Regions from separate parts of the Mus musculus genome. Here regions 2 and 3 are each linked to region 1. Evidence: chromatin contacts called from public HiChIP or PLAC-seq data. All regions are on one chromosome and are shown on one strand. Each heading gives the region's core, a stretch centred on a gene start, on an enhancer-like site or on the middle of the called end of the contact. The rest is flanking DNA. Distances are from core to core; before and after follow the strand shown.

Region 1 (4,443 bases), core at 1,735-4,234:
AGAAGATGGAGAGGAACTCAGAGCCTGGCGCAGACCTCGGATGAATACATATGTGACCTGCTGTGCTGAGAGCTGACATCAGATTATCTATGGGTGCTGTGAGGAGCCACAAGAGACAGGCCCTAGACCTCTGGCTGGACAAATCAGAACTTCAGAAAGAAAACAGGACTGAGTTGAGGCTGGACACCAGTAAGCAAGACAGGGAGAGGTGCTGGGTAGGGCATCTACAGCCTGGTATCAGGGATGGGGAGGCCAGAGGGATGAAAAAGCGAGATGTAGTGGTGCGCACCTTTAATCCCAGTACTCAGGAGGCAGAGGCAGGTGGCTCTCTCTGAGTTTGAGCCTAGCCTGGTCTACAGAGTGAGTTCCAGGCAGGACAGCCAGGGCTACAGAGAGACTGTCTTGAAAAAAAGAAAAAAACCAAAAGTCCAGTCAATGACAAATGATGCTTAATGTCTTACATTTTAAAACTTATTTTGTAGCTGGGTAGTGGTGGTGCATGCCTTTAATCCCAGCACTTGGGAGGCAGAGGCAGGCAGATTTCTGAGTTCGAGGCCAGCCTGGTCTACAGAGTGAGTTCCTGGACAGCCAGGGCTACACAGAGAAACCCTCTCTCACAAAAACAACAAAAAATTATTTTGTGTGTATGAACATTTTTTTTTTTTTGGTCTGAATGTATGTCTGTGCACCACATGTGTGCAATGCCCTCAGAGGCCAGCCAGCCAGCGGGTGTCTAATTCCCTGGGTCTGGCATGTGGATCTGGGGAACCCAGGTCCTCTGCAGTTCATCTCAGGGAGTTGCCACTAAATGTGGCAATTAGGGGTTTAGAGAAAGCTGTGAAGAGTCAGGTGGCAAGCTGTCAGCAGGTGTAGACTGTGCAGGTCCTGCAGGAAAATCAGCGATTGTTTTGCCCACCTGGTTTCCATGATTAGGGAACTAAAACTCCAGCTTCATTCAGGAGATAAGAGGCAGGCTGAGCTCCACGAGTCGAAGAGTAGCCTGGACTGCAAATGAGTTCCAGGCCAGCAGGTTAACACCAAGCTCTTGACTGACCTAGACTACCCATCTCTAACATCAAGTCCTTTAGGGCCTTGGTGCCTGTGCTCACTGTGAACTAAGCAGTTTCTATTATTATTATTTTAAAGATTTATGAGTGTACACCTGCATGCCAGAAGAGGGCATCAGATCCCATTATAGATGGCTATGAGCTTCTTCATGTGGTTGCTGGGAATTGAACTCAAGACCTCTGGAACCGCAGGCAGTGCTCTTAACCACTGAGCCATCTCTCCAGCCCCACTAAGTAGTTTCTTTTTTTTTTAATTTTTAAAAATGATTTATTTACTTATTTTATGTATATGAGTACACTGTAGCTGTACAGATGGTTGTGAGCCATCTTGTGGTTGCTGGGAATTGAACTCAGGACCTCTGCTCACTCTGGCCCAAAGATTTATTTATTATTATATGTAAGTACACTAGCTGTCTTCAAGACACACCAGAAGAGGGCATCAGATCTCATTACGGATGGTTGTGAGCCACCATGTGGTTGCTCAAATTTGAACTAAGGACCTTCCAAAGAGCAGTCATTGCTCTTAACCACTGAGCCATCTCTCCGGCCAACTAAGCAGTTTCTTTTCTTTTCTTTTCTTTTTTTTTTTTTCTTTTTGGTTTTTTTGAGACAGGGTTTCTCTGTATAGCCGTGGCTGTCCTGGAACTCACTCTGTAGACCAGGCTGGCCTCGAACTCAGAGATCTGCCTGCCTCTGCCTCCCAAGTGCTGGGATTAAAGGCATGCACCACCACTGCCTGGCTAGCAGTTTCTATGTAATTCATTCTGGCTACATCTCACCAGGGAGCTGGTATTATTATTGTTGTTGTTGCTATTGCTTTTAGCAGGTATTATGATGCAGGTCAGAGACTAAGTGGCAAGATCAAGGACACACTGCTAGTAGCCAGTTAAGTCCACACTGGGTGTCTCCCCACCCTCTTTTTTTCCTTGTTTGGAATGGAACCCAGGAAATACACACAATCTAGACAAGGGTTCTAGGACTGGGCTGCAGCTCCAACCTTTTATTTATTTATTTATTTTTTTGAGGGAGGAGCTCGATAAGTTACTCACCCTAGCTTTAAACTCACACTCCTCCTGACTCAGCTTTCCAAATAGTTAGGATTACAGAACCACACAGTGAGGTCGTCTATGAATTAATAGGAATCTACTATTTCCATTAATAATAATAATGCCCAGTTATTACTTGAGAAAGAGTTTCCCTATGTAGCAATTTCCTTTTACCTATATGAGCATGTTGCCTGAATCTACCTATGTGCATCACGTACATGCCAGATAACCGTGGAGGTGAGAGGTCAGATCCGCTGGTACTGGTGTTAATGGATGGTTGTAACCCGCCACGTGGGTGCTGGGAACGGAACCCAGGTACTCTGCAAGCAACAAGTGCAAACTGCAGAGCCCTCTCCTAAGCCTTTTTGACCCCGCCACCCCACCCCACCGGCATCCTTAACCTCCATAGCCAGCAGTAACACCCAAGGCCCTCTCCAGTCTCGCATGACCTCCGTCGTTCCTTCATTGAAATGGGATCGCAGGTCTTCCTGTCAGTCCGGGCTCTCCAGCACTGTCCTGACCAAGGGGAAGTTGATGAGGTGAAAAAAAACCCCAAGAAAACAAAAACCAATCTCCCCGCTCGCTCAGCAACCTGTTTCCATGACAACCCGGCCAGCCAGCGTCGGTGAAGCTCCGCGCGTCACTTCCAGTTAATTTGCTTCCGGGTTCCGCTCGTGCCTCCCCGCGGTCCCTAGGAGTGAGGTCCGGTTCTACGGAGAAGCGCTTGCCCTCCGCCTACTGCCGCCGCCTCTCCGTTCCTCGCGTACACCAGCTCGCCACAGGCTTCCGCCGCTCACGCCTGGGCCCAGCGCGCAGCCGCGATCCAGCCTTCCTCAGGGCCCGCCTTCGTGCGTCACTTCCGGAACAAATACTTCCGGGCTGCTTTTGCCCCCGGTACTGTTCTCGGTTCCCGGAGCCGGCGGGAGCGGCCGGGCCGTGTGGGCCTGTGCTTTGGAGGCGCTCGCTTTCCTGGCAGGCAGCGGTGGGTGAGTGCGGGTGGGGCAGGAGGGTGGACCCCTGCGCGCGCTGTCACCGGCCAGGCCCTCGGCTCTGTCCCGCGGCCGCGGCGGCTCCGGGCGGCTGGTCGCAGCACTGGCTCCCCGGTGATGGCACACGCGCCCCCGGCGCCCCCGGCGCCCCCGGGGGCAGGCACCGCGCTATGGCTCTCAGTAGGGAGGGGAGGCTGATCTAGCTTTGGATTTACCGAGTGACCTTGGCTGAGTCGCTCTGCTTCGGGATCCTTGGTCTCCCGGTCTATGGAGGAGGGACGCGGCGGCCTTCCGGGCCCGCGGTGGGCGTGGAAAGAGGACCCGGGTGTTGCACGGTGTCGGGGTGCAGCAGCGATGTTATGACAGGTCCCGGTATTTCAGTGACAGACGGAGGGGCGTTTGCGAGAGCTTGCCCAGTTTGTGCGATGCCCTGGGTTCTGACCCTAGTCCCCAGCACCACCGACAAAAGACACCACCAGTGGGAACTCCTTCCTTTGAGCTTGGGCGTTTTCCCCGCTGCCATGTCGGTCAGAGGAAGACGGCTCGCAGAGCTTGGAGTAGCCGCCACAGGTTTACATTCCCTGTAGAGAGGGGACTTGGCTCCCTTCAGAACCGAGAGAGGCTCTCCGGGGAGGGAAGCCAGGCTCCAGCACAGCCAAGGTTGTTTTCAGAGCTTTGGAAGGCCCCGGTGGCAGTGTTTCTGTAGGCTAGTAGGGGTGTAGGGCCCTTGTATTGTTTTACAGCCAGTAGGAGATGCCAGGGGTGGATCTGGGAGCCTCTTGCTTAGAATGAATGCATAGAGGTTGGGAGGAGGGAACGGTGGTAGAGCCACATCCCTGATCCTGTGTGGAGACTGAAGCTGGATCAGGGATGTGTAAACATGTAGTTGGAGAACTGGGACCCAAATAGCATGTGCCAGTATAGAGAGGGAATGCATTTCAGCGTTGCCACGGGGCTTATTTTTCTTGAGTGGGCCAGCAAAGATAAAGGTGAACCATTGCTCTCCTTCCCGGATTATTTTGGTTCTGTTTAGCTGAATTTTAAATGCGTTCAGCTTTCCACACTGGGTCCTGGCGACTGTGCGCCAGCCTCGTCTTCACTGAATTGCTTTACAAAGGGGCCCAGATAAGTGCAGGAGGTGCCACCCAGAGCCGATGGCACTAAGCATCCTTCTGCTTATGTGTTCCGGATATTCACAGAGCTTTATTTTTTTCCCCCTGCCAGCCTGGTATGGCTTGGCATTCCAGTCATTGGGTTGCTTGGAGAAATTAACAGCTTCTGTCTCTGGGCTGTCTTGCTCTCCAGTAACCAGGCTGTGTTTAGCAAAGAACGTGTTTTTTG
Region 2 (4,483 bases), core at 1,818-4,317, 170 kb after region 1:
CGGTGGCAGGCTGGCAGCAAACAGCCTCACACACTGAGCCATCTCACCGGCCCCGCGCCGGTGTTTAAGCTGTCCAGGATGAATGTGCTGGGCTGCCGAGTCACCTCAGCCTAGACTTCTCTGTGCCTGCACCAGTTCCCTTAGGAAGTTTTGTTTTGTTTTGTTTTGTTTTGTTTTGTTTTGTTTTGTTTTGTTTTGAGACAGGGTCCCACACAGTAGCCTTAACTTTCTGGTACATCCCAAGTGCCAAGACTACTCTCGTCTGCTATTTATGTGGTGAAATTGCGGCTCTCCAGACAGGGATGCTAGAACCTTTGTCATTACTGAGTTACGGTTTTTTGGTTTTGTTTTTTGGTTTTTCGAGACAGGGTCTCTCTGTACAGCCCTGGCTGTCCTGAAACTCACTTTGTAGACCAGGCTGGCCTCAAACTCAGAAATCCGCTTGCCTCTGCCTCCCGAGTGCTGGGATTAAAGGCGTGCGCCACCTCCGACCGGCGAGTTACAATTTTTATAGATGGTTCTGGTTCTGGGAAGCTCTTCTGGGCTTCAGGACAAGGAGGATGACTTGAAGGGGTCACTTGAGAATGTGGCATCCCTTGTTGGCTTTTGTAAAGCTGAGGTCATTCAGGTCTGGCAGTGGCAGTGCCCATCGCAGCACACGTGCAATGTGGCAGGCTGCAACTTACTCACGGGCAAGCAAGATGCCTCTGCGCGAAGCAGGCAGGGTCAGGGTCGGTCTGTCAGCTGGGAAGGTCAGAGACAGGAGTGAGCAGATCCAGCCATGGGATGGAAGGGCATCCGGAAAGGTAAGGACATTTGAACAGGCAGCAGCAGGAGCCCGATACCACAGGACAGACCAAGGCTGTGGGAGAGAGAGAGAGAGAGTGGACAAGAAACCAGACACACAGAGCCTTGCAGGTGACTGCACCTCCCACAGTATCTTTTCCTATTTATTTCCAGGGCACCATGGGTGCTGACCAACACACGTGTGGTGCTAACAGTATCTGAGGGCTGTGTGCAGTTTCTTCTGGCCCAGGGTTCCAGGGCGTGTGGTGTGAGGCTTGAGCATCTCTGCTGAACTGTCTGTGGGGATGTTCCTGGTATGGAGACTTGTGAGGCTTGGTCAGTGTCATGCTGTTCCGAATTAAACATTCTTAGTTGCAGTTAGAATTTATATTCCTACCTATATAGATGTGCAGAGAACTTGTTCTCATAAACAGCGTGGGCAAGCATGGGAGCTGTGGCTTACCTGCCTGTCCTGCGCTGCCCATGAGCTGGGTTCAGATATGCTCACATCTAATCAGGTGCCATTTAATAAAAGATTGGCAGCTGGGCAGTGGTGGCGCACACCTATAATCCCAGCACTTGGGAGGCAGAGGCAGGTGGATTTCTGAGTTCGAGGCCAGCCTGGTCTACAAAGTGAGTTCCAGGACAGCCAGGGCTACACAGAGAAACCCTGTCTTGAAAAACATAAATAAATAAATAAATAAATAAATAAATAAATGAATGATTGGCAAGTTTGTAGGATTGTTTGCAAGACACTGCATAGCTGTTAATTATTTTATTTTCTAATATTTGGAAATAAGTTGACTGGAAACAACCTGCGATAAACTAAGTGGCTTTTGTGTCTGGGATCAGAAGGCCTTGGGGAGCAACAGGCAGTTTCTCCCCAGTTAGCTTGAAATGAAAGCCTGTGTTCGCCCTTTGGCCTGTGTGATTCCACTTCCAGTTTCCTTAAACACTTTCTGTTGCTCCAAAGCATTTAAAGGATGTGATAATGTGTGCGTGCAAATTCTGCAGCCAAAAGTCTCCTTGCATTTTAGAGGAAAGAGATGTAGCTTTTTATTTTTGCTTTCTAGAAATCAATCTTTTTCTTGGTTTGTTTACCTGTTTTTGATATGGGGTCTCACTATGTAACCTTAGGTGGCCTTCCTCTGCCTCCCGAGAGCTGGGATTAAAGGTATGGATTACCAGGAATGGCTTTAAAACAAACAAAAACAAAACAAACCAGGGTCCCATGTAGCCCAGGCTAGCCTCAAACACTTATAAAGATGATGACACCCTTGAATTCCCAATCCTCTTGACTCAGGTCTCTGCTGAGATTACAGCCCTGAACCACCACACTTGCTTTTTATAACTTTTTTTTTTTTTAAAGATTTATTTGTTGGGGCTGGAGGGATGGCTCAGCAGTTAAAAGCACTGACTCCTTTTTCGGAGGATCTGAGTTCAATTCCCAGCAACCACATAGTCGCTCACAACCATCTGTAATGGGATCCGATGCCCTCTTTTGGTGTGTCTGAAGACAGCTACAGTGTACTCATATACTAAAATAAGTGTCTGTGTTTGAGTGCAGGTGTGCCTGTGTGTGCTCCCCTGTGCCCGTGTGTGCCCGTGTGTGCTCCCCTGTGCCCGTGTGTGCCCGTGTGTGCCCGTGTGTGCTCCCCTGTGCCCGTGTGTGCCCGTGTGTGCTCCCCTGTGCCCATGTGTGCCCGTGTGTGCTCCCCTGTGCCTCTGAAGCAGATTCTTCTCCAGGGACCTAGAGTTTGAGTTTCCTCAGCTAGACTCAAAGCCAGCAAGCCCCAGGGATCCCCTGTCTATGCACACCTTGGAGCTGGAGTGCCAGGTTCATTGCGTGGATGCTGGGATCTGAATTCTGGTTCTTATGATTGTTCAGTGAATGCTAACTCCTGAGCCATCTTTCTCTAGCTTTATAGCTTCTGTTTAAAAAGAAACTCATGTTTGTCATAACCTGTCGCTATGCTGTCTCAGTGTGTGCAGTGAGGAAATTTGAAATGTTTAAGTCGATGACTCTCATTTGAGCATCAAGTTTTTAAAACTGTAAATCTCTGAAGGTGCTCGGAATGGCTCCTGGCATATTGTGTTGGTGCCTGGCACTGAAGAATACTGGGAATCAGTTGAGCATGTGACCCTGACAGTAAAAAGATCATATCAGAGAATAACACGAGGATGGTTTGGGGCACTTGGGAAACTGGACTGCAGAGACAGCCCAGCTGTGAAACCTGGCTTTGCCAGGTCAGATGACCTAGGCAGACCTCTGTTCCTGCTTCTGTGACTCAAAGGCAACAAATAGCCTGCAAGTCAGTGACCTCAGAGGTCTCACACACAGGCGTTAGGAAACTCAGCAGTGCGGCAGGAAGCAGGAAGTACACTGACCCCATAGGAAGCCAGGAGAAGCAGAATCAGTGAGTTCGTCTTCCCTGACAGCCGAGGGAGAGCTGGGACTCTGTAACCTCTGGTGCTTAGGGTGGGATTCAGTTATTCAGAAACACAGCTGATGTTAGTCATAGATGTCAGAGCACTTTGAAAGTATTCCACACACTGGTGACACATTACTGTCTTTCGACATGTGAGCCTTGGTCCTCTGTGATACCCATGTGACAGAGACATCACCCCGGGTGCCTTCCAGAGTGTAGGTCTTGAAGATCAAACAGGTTACAGATTTTTAACCCATTTACCCATCACACAGACCAAGACTGAGCCTTATTGCTGCGAGGACCAGGTTGAACTGCAGAACATTGTCTTGCTTCTGCAGGAATGGTCAGAACTCACTGTGCAGTACAGGCTCTTCCTGTCGCAGCTTTGCAGGAAGGAGCAGGTCCCAGGGTTGGCTTTGGATGGAACCTTGGTGTTTTGCAGGGTGGGGATTTATTTGTTCTGAGTATTGATTAGTTGGCCCGCTGAGGTCTAGTCCTGGACACTTCCTTCAAGGCCATGGCTTTCAGCATGGTGCTCACACCCGAGACAGCTCCCACTGTGCTGTGCCTTGCTCCCTAGGCACACTAACCAGTGCACAGGTCTACAGTAAAGACTCCTGCCTGGGTTTGCTCTTGATCTCTCTTTGCCTCTTGGCTTCATTATGTCCCGTTATTTTCTTCCCAATCTGGTAGTTTTGTTAGGGATTTTTTTTTCTGTGTGTGCAAGAGACAACTGCAGGTGGATTAGAACTCAGGAGGAAAGAGGAGACGCCAGCTCTGTGCCTGGAAATGCTCCGAGTAAGCCACAGCTTCGAGGAAGAGTTTATTTTTCTTATCTGTGTCATGGTTATAAGAGATTCCTCAGTGTAGGCATGGGGCCGGGTAATAATTAGTGTCATCCATCAGCAAGACTGATCTGTGCAAAGTGTCACTTTAGCATCCCACACTGGACAGCCTTCCTTAACTGATGCCTGCTCTGTGCTGTCTCAGCCTCCCCCAACCCCATGCTTTCTCCCGCTTCTACAAGAGAAGGCTAAAGTCTGTGGGAGGCATTTGCTGACTGGGCTGGGCACCTCACAGTTGGCTTTCAAGCTAAAATTGGCTTTTAACTGCAGTTCAACCAGCGTTGATCAGAACCACGGTGGTGGGAAGTACTGCTTGTCAGTGTAAAGTCACTCTATGTCCTGGAGCACTGGGCTTTGTAGTTCCGAGATTCTGACTTCACTAACCACATGGCTAACACTCTAAAAGTCATTTGAAACAAAACG
Region 3 (4,877 bases), core at 1,827-4,326, 250 kb after region 1:
TCAGATTTTCAGGATAACATCCTCTTCTAGCAATGTAAAGATTATGTTGGCCAGCTTTCAGAGACGTTTTGTTTTGTTTTGTTTTGTTTTGTTTTGAGACAGGGTTTCTCTGTGTAGCCCTGGCTGTCCTGGAACTCACTTTGTAGACCAGGCTAGCCTCAAATTCAGAAATTCACCTGTCTCTGCCTCCCAAGTGCTGGGATTAAAGGCATGTGCCACCACTGCCCGGCTTTCAGAGACTTTTTAAAGGTTTATATCAGTGGTCCTCAACCTTCCTAACACTGAAGCCCTTTAGTGCAGCTCCTCATTTGTGGTGATCCCCCTCCCACCCACACAAACACATAGAATTATTTTCATTGCTACTACATAATTGTAATTTTGCTACTGTTATACATCGTAATGTTAGTATCTGATCTGCAAGATATCTGATGTACACTCTGTGAAAGGGTCATTTGACCCCCAAAGGAGTCTCAACCCCCAAGTTGAGAACCACTGGTTTATATGGCTGCAAAAAATTTAAATGTGTGATGGTACACATGTGCCATGCTCTCCCCTCCCCTCCCCTCCCCTCCCCTCCCCTCCCCTCCCCTCCCCTCCCCTCCCCTCCTCCCCCTCCCTCTCTCATGTGAAAGTCAGAGAACAACTTGCTGGGTGGCCTCTATACACCCTTGGGTGGCCTGGAACTTGCTCTGTAGAGGAGGCTGGCTTCCAGCTCGCTCGGAGGGATCCACTTGCTTCTGCCTCTCTACTGCTGAGATTAGGGTGTGCATCACCATGCGCAGTCATCATCATTTTTGAGCACTGATAAATTAGATGTGCCTAAGCCCTTGTGTTACAAGCACATTCTAATAGTTTAGAGGATTAAACACTGGTTCCCCAAAGGACTGCAGATGCAGCTCTAAACTCTTCAGCCTTCTTTGGTTGTCTTGGAACGTGTTTTTGAAACTTTGTATCTGCTGATACTTTGGTTACAACCCTAAAACACTAATCTCGGTGGACTATTGTGTGTGATGGTTATTGTGACAACTTGATACAACCTGGGAAGAAAGTATGAGGGGGCTTTTATATTGGTATAATCTGTGGCTGTGTCCATGAGAAACTGCCTAAATTACCTGATATGGGAAGACTCAGGCAACATTCCCCAGGCAGGGAAATTCTGAGCTTGGATCCTGGTTTGGATGAAAACGGCCCCCATAGGCTTCATTTTGGTCAAGAAAGTAGGCGTCAGGCACTGCTCTGTGCCTGCTGCTCTCTCCTCGTATTATCAGATCAGACCAAGTGAAGAGGCCCTGTAACGAGGGGCCACTAAGCAGCAATGAGCTCTAAGTAGAAAAGGCACTGAGACACGGGAAGAAAATAAAAATCAAAAGATGCAGGGCAGCTGGGCATGGTAGCACATGCCTTTGATCCCTGAGCTTGGGAGGCAGAGACAGGCAGATTTCTGAGTTCGAGGCCAGCCTGGTCTATAAAGTGAGTTCCAGGACAGCCAGAGCTATACAGAGAAACCCTGTCTCAAAAAACCAAAAAAAGATGTAGGGTGAGAGGCCAAATCTGCCTGGACCACAGACATACCAGCACAGAGCAGGCTGGCTTGTACCAGCTCCTCCCAGCATCGCTGCGGCTGGGAGCTCAGGCAGAAGCAAGCGCTCTTCCCACTCAGGCTTTCCTCTCAGCTCCTGAGAGGGGCACAGCTCAGAAATGTCCATGTGGGTCCAATAGGTGACATGGCATCTCATATTCATCCAGACGGAGGAATAGACAAAGTGTTGGTGGTGTCTGTCAGCTTAACTTGTGAACATACAACAGCCCCTCATGCTGACAACCCAGGTAACGGGTCAACCTGGGGCGCCAGTCACCTTCCTGGAAAATAGAGAAGGACTGGCAAAACTCCCACAGCTGAATCTACCCATCTGCTTACCCTCTGGCCTTTGTCTCATGGGTGTCTATAAATGTTAAGACCTGCCATAGACATGGAGAGAGAGAATAGGTCTTAGCCTGCTTTGGCCGATAAACAAGTCCACTCTCCTTTGTCAGCCTTTTCCCCTGATTGCTTCAGAAATACAGAGAAACCAAAGTAGTGGGCTTTGGACCTGAGTATCAGTTAATTGGCTTGCTCTTTCGGGTAGAGGACAAGGTTTACTGGTAAGGGTGGCCTCAGCAAATGTGTTTGTTCTGGAGGGAGCATGTAGGAATGTAGCTGTGTTCTGAGTGACAAGGAGCTGTGGTAGGATGGTAGGCTCTGGGCAAGTATAGGGAAGGTTCTGGTAGGGCGTGTGCGTGTGTTTGTGTGTGTGTGTGTGTGTGTGTGTGTGAGAGAGAGAGAGAGAGAGAGAGAGAGAGAGAGAGAGAGAGAGAGAGAGAGAGAGAAAGAGAGAGATGACTGGGTATATGGAGCTCAGATTGGTTTCCAACTCACTGTGTAGCCAAATCTGGCCTTGAATGCCCCCTCATCCTCCTGCCTCCACCTTCCAAGTGCTGGGGCTTACAGGCTCAGCTCTGGTACTGTGGGGAAGTGTGACTACAGAAAATGAACCCAGAAGCCAGAGGGTCAGCTGGGGTAACAACTTGGGGGATGGGAGGAGCAGATGGGAACATACAAGAGGAACACTGTCAGGACTAGGGTGGGGGACCCAGCTTCACCTTTCCCTAACACCTGGGAGAAAGTCTACAATCACCTTTTCTTGGCAGACACATTGGCTGCTCTCAGATAAGTATAGCCCTGACCATTGGTCTTCGAAAGAAACACTCCTCTAGGCTAAGTCCATCCAGAGTGTTAAGTGGTGTGTGTGTGTGTGTGTGTGTGTGTGTGTGTGTGTGTGTAAGTAAAGCAGGGATGGGGTTTGACTCCCTAATGTAATATGACCACAGACAGCTTGCGATCGTCACCACAGTCAGGTCTGTGGGCTTGGGGCAGTCTTGTGTGGCTTTAGTTCCTGGTGAGGGGGACAGGGCTGGCGTGGGGGATGGGCTGGGAACCGTGGTTGCAAGAATGTGGCCGGAAGGCTCCCCTGGTCCGCTTTGGTCCAGTCTCCTCCTCTCTGCCCCCTTCCACCACCACCAGGGGCCCGCCTCCCCAACCCCCTCTCCTCTCCTCTGCGGCAGCCCGGCCATCCCTCCCTTCCCGCTCCTTCCTCTCCATCCACGTTTTCCAGTCGGACCCCTAGAGTCGGGGCCTTTGGGGCTGGCTGGGTTGAGAATCCTGCGGTCCGGTGTTGGTGGCGGTGACTTGTTGCCACCCTGCAGCCGCACACCCTCGAGCCATGTCCTGGGCTGCTCTGCTCGGCCTCCTGGCCGTGCTATTGCTGTTGCTGCTGCTGCTGAGCCGCCGGCGCGCGCGGTGAGTATTCCCCGTGACCCGTCAGGGTGCGGAAAGGACGCCAGGTGAAATTCAGGGTCGGCGGCGTGGGACCCGGACAGTGTTGGTACTACCCACTCTGTAGCCTGCACGGTGTCCCACGCCCTGGACTCCTAGACTTTCTGTGGCTCCATCCCGGGTGGGAACGCTGAGGCTGGGGACTGGCCGCGATGCCTGGCCACGGTCACACTGATCGAGGAATTCCCACTCATGGATGAGGGTCTAATATGGGATCCAGGACATACCTGCCAGCGTAGAAATTTGGGTAGAGTCGAAACAGATCCTTGGTCCTTTAAAAGTGTAGTGCTTTGTGGCAACTCTGCCATTTAGGAGAAAAACCAAAAACTTCTCTTCATCCCAGGGAGTCCGTCTGGCAGTAGGTCTTTGTGTAAGGCATTTAAAAATTAGTTTGAATAGCACAGAATCAGAATACATTTGATTTAAACCAAGCAAGTCCCTTCCCACCCTGACTCTCCTTCTCCCTTCCCCAGGCCTTTCCTGTTGCTCGATTTGGGCAGAACTTTCCAGATTTAAAAAACAAACAAACAAACAAACAAACAAAACAAACAAAAACTAGTCTTCCCCCTCCAGACACATATTCACTACTGCAGACTAGTTTGAGAGTTTCAGAGAAGTGGCAAATGTTATCGCCTTCCCTCCTGCTACCCCTCCGGAGGCTTGCATCCTATATTCTTTTAGGGTGTTTGTCCCATTTAGAAGCCAGCCCTGGTCCCTGCCTAGTAGCTGAATTTCAGACTCTGGAATGTCCATCAGTCTCCGCAGTCAGCTTCCAGGGCCTGGGCTTGTCCAACCCCACATCCCCAGATGTTTCGAGAGTTGCTCTCCTCCTTGGACTCCAGCTCGGATGATGGGGGCAGCTCTGCTGCGTGTTTACATTAGAGCGCCTGAAAAGCCCAGAAACCCCCGAGACTTGAGTTTTTAAACAATGTGTGAGCTGAGCTCACCCCAGGCTCGCTTCCAGGTGAAAGTTAAAACCATATATTCGCTTATCGGCCCCAAAAGGAGGGAACGAAAATTCAAGAGCCGTTCCTGTTAGGAATAGCTGGGTGTCTTTAGCTGTGGGCTCTCTCCGCACCAGATCTGTGTTTTCGGCTTCCAGCATTTCCTTTCTCACACCAGATGTTAGAGGTGACATCTGTTTCCACTTCTGGGCAGGTGTTCGTGGGCTTTATCTTTATCCATTCTGCCCGTGTTTTTGCCCGTGGGCTTTCTGGTTGTTGTGAGAGCATTCTTTTTAAAACGCGTTCTATATATTTGTTTTAGTGTGTGTATGGATGTGTGTGCACCGTGGTACCCATGTGCACGTGGTACCCATGTCAGAGGATGACTTACAGGTGTCAGTTCTCACCATGTGGGTCCTGAGGATCCAATTCAGGTCATCAGGTTGGTGGCAGACACCTTTACCCGCGGAGCCATCTTGCCGGCCCTACTTGAATAGTTTTTTGTGTTCCACACATGGTGCTTTTTGTTGTCTGCTGGGGTCTGTAGCCTGTGCGACACC

What was found. HiChIP or PLAC-seq counts read pairs in DNA pulled down with a chosen protein or histone mark.
Region 2: a contact with region 1 is called in an H3K4me3 HiChIP or PLAC-seq map of bone marrow-derived macrophages, with 3 times the contacts expected there. The contact joins the enhancer-like site here to the promoter of Spata2 in region 1. A contact is called at or near these places in 2 of 484 Hi-C or Micro-C datasets (CD4 T cells and bone marrow-derived macrophages), 13 of 115 datasets of contacts at active chromatin or transcription factors (the 230-238 cell line, the SCID.adh cell line, bone marrow-derived macrophages and 7 more) and 4 of 9 other capture datasets (adipose tissue, embryonic stem cells, liver and 1 more).
Region 3: an H3K4me3 HiChIP or PLAC-seq map of embryonic stem cells shows a contact between it and region 1, with 23 read pairs. The contact joins the promoter of Ptgis here to the promoter of Spata2 in region 1. A contact is called at or near these places in 3 of 39 promoter capture datasets (the C10 cell line, neural stem cells and stem cell-derived epiblast-like cells), 2 of 15 datasets of contacts at CTCF or cohesin (large pre-B cells and pro-B cells), 11 of 484 Hi-C or Micro-C datasets (cerebellar granule neurons and embryonic stem cells), 24 of 115 datasets of contacts at active chromatin or transcription factors (the 230-238 cell line, the SCID.adh cell line, bone marrow-derived macrophages and 12 more) and 2 of 9 other capture datasets (embryonic stem cells and liver).

The regions. Positions count from the first base shown.
Region 1 is chr2:167,491,415-167,495,857 of GRCm38.p6, reverse strand. It overlaps Spata2 (spermatogenesis associated 2), which reads left to right and starts at 2,984. Exons shown (of 3, transcript NM_170756.2): 1 at 2,984-3,099. It also overlaps a transcript of Rnf114 not described here.
Region 2 is chr2:167,317,810-167,322,292 of GRCm38.p6, reverse strand. All of the region lies in intron 1 of B4galt5 (UDP-Gal:betaGlcNAc beta 1,4-galactosyltransferase, polypeptide 5), which reads left to right. Among named protein-coding and RNA genes, the nearest start is that of B4galt5, 29 kb to the left of the region's middle. Within about 2 kb of position 3,067, at least 128 of the 459 cell types and tissues checked have an H3K27ac peak or open chromatin away from gene starts, as enhancers often do. A contact at or near this core is called in the SCID.adh cell line, adipose tissue, bone marrow-derived macrophages and 6 more, where this site is marked.
Region 3 is chr2:167,238,804-167,243,680 of GRCm38.p6, reverse strand. It overlaps Ptgis (prostaglandin I2 (prostacyclin) synthase), which reads left to right and starts at 3,076. Exons shown (of 10, transcript NM_008968.4): 1 at 3,076-3,337. The coding sequence starts at 3,261.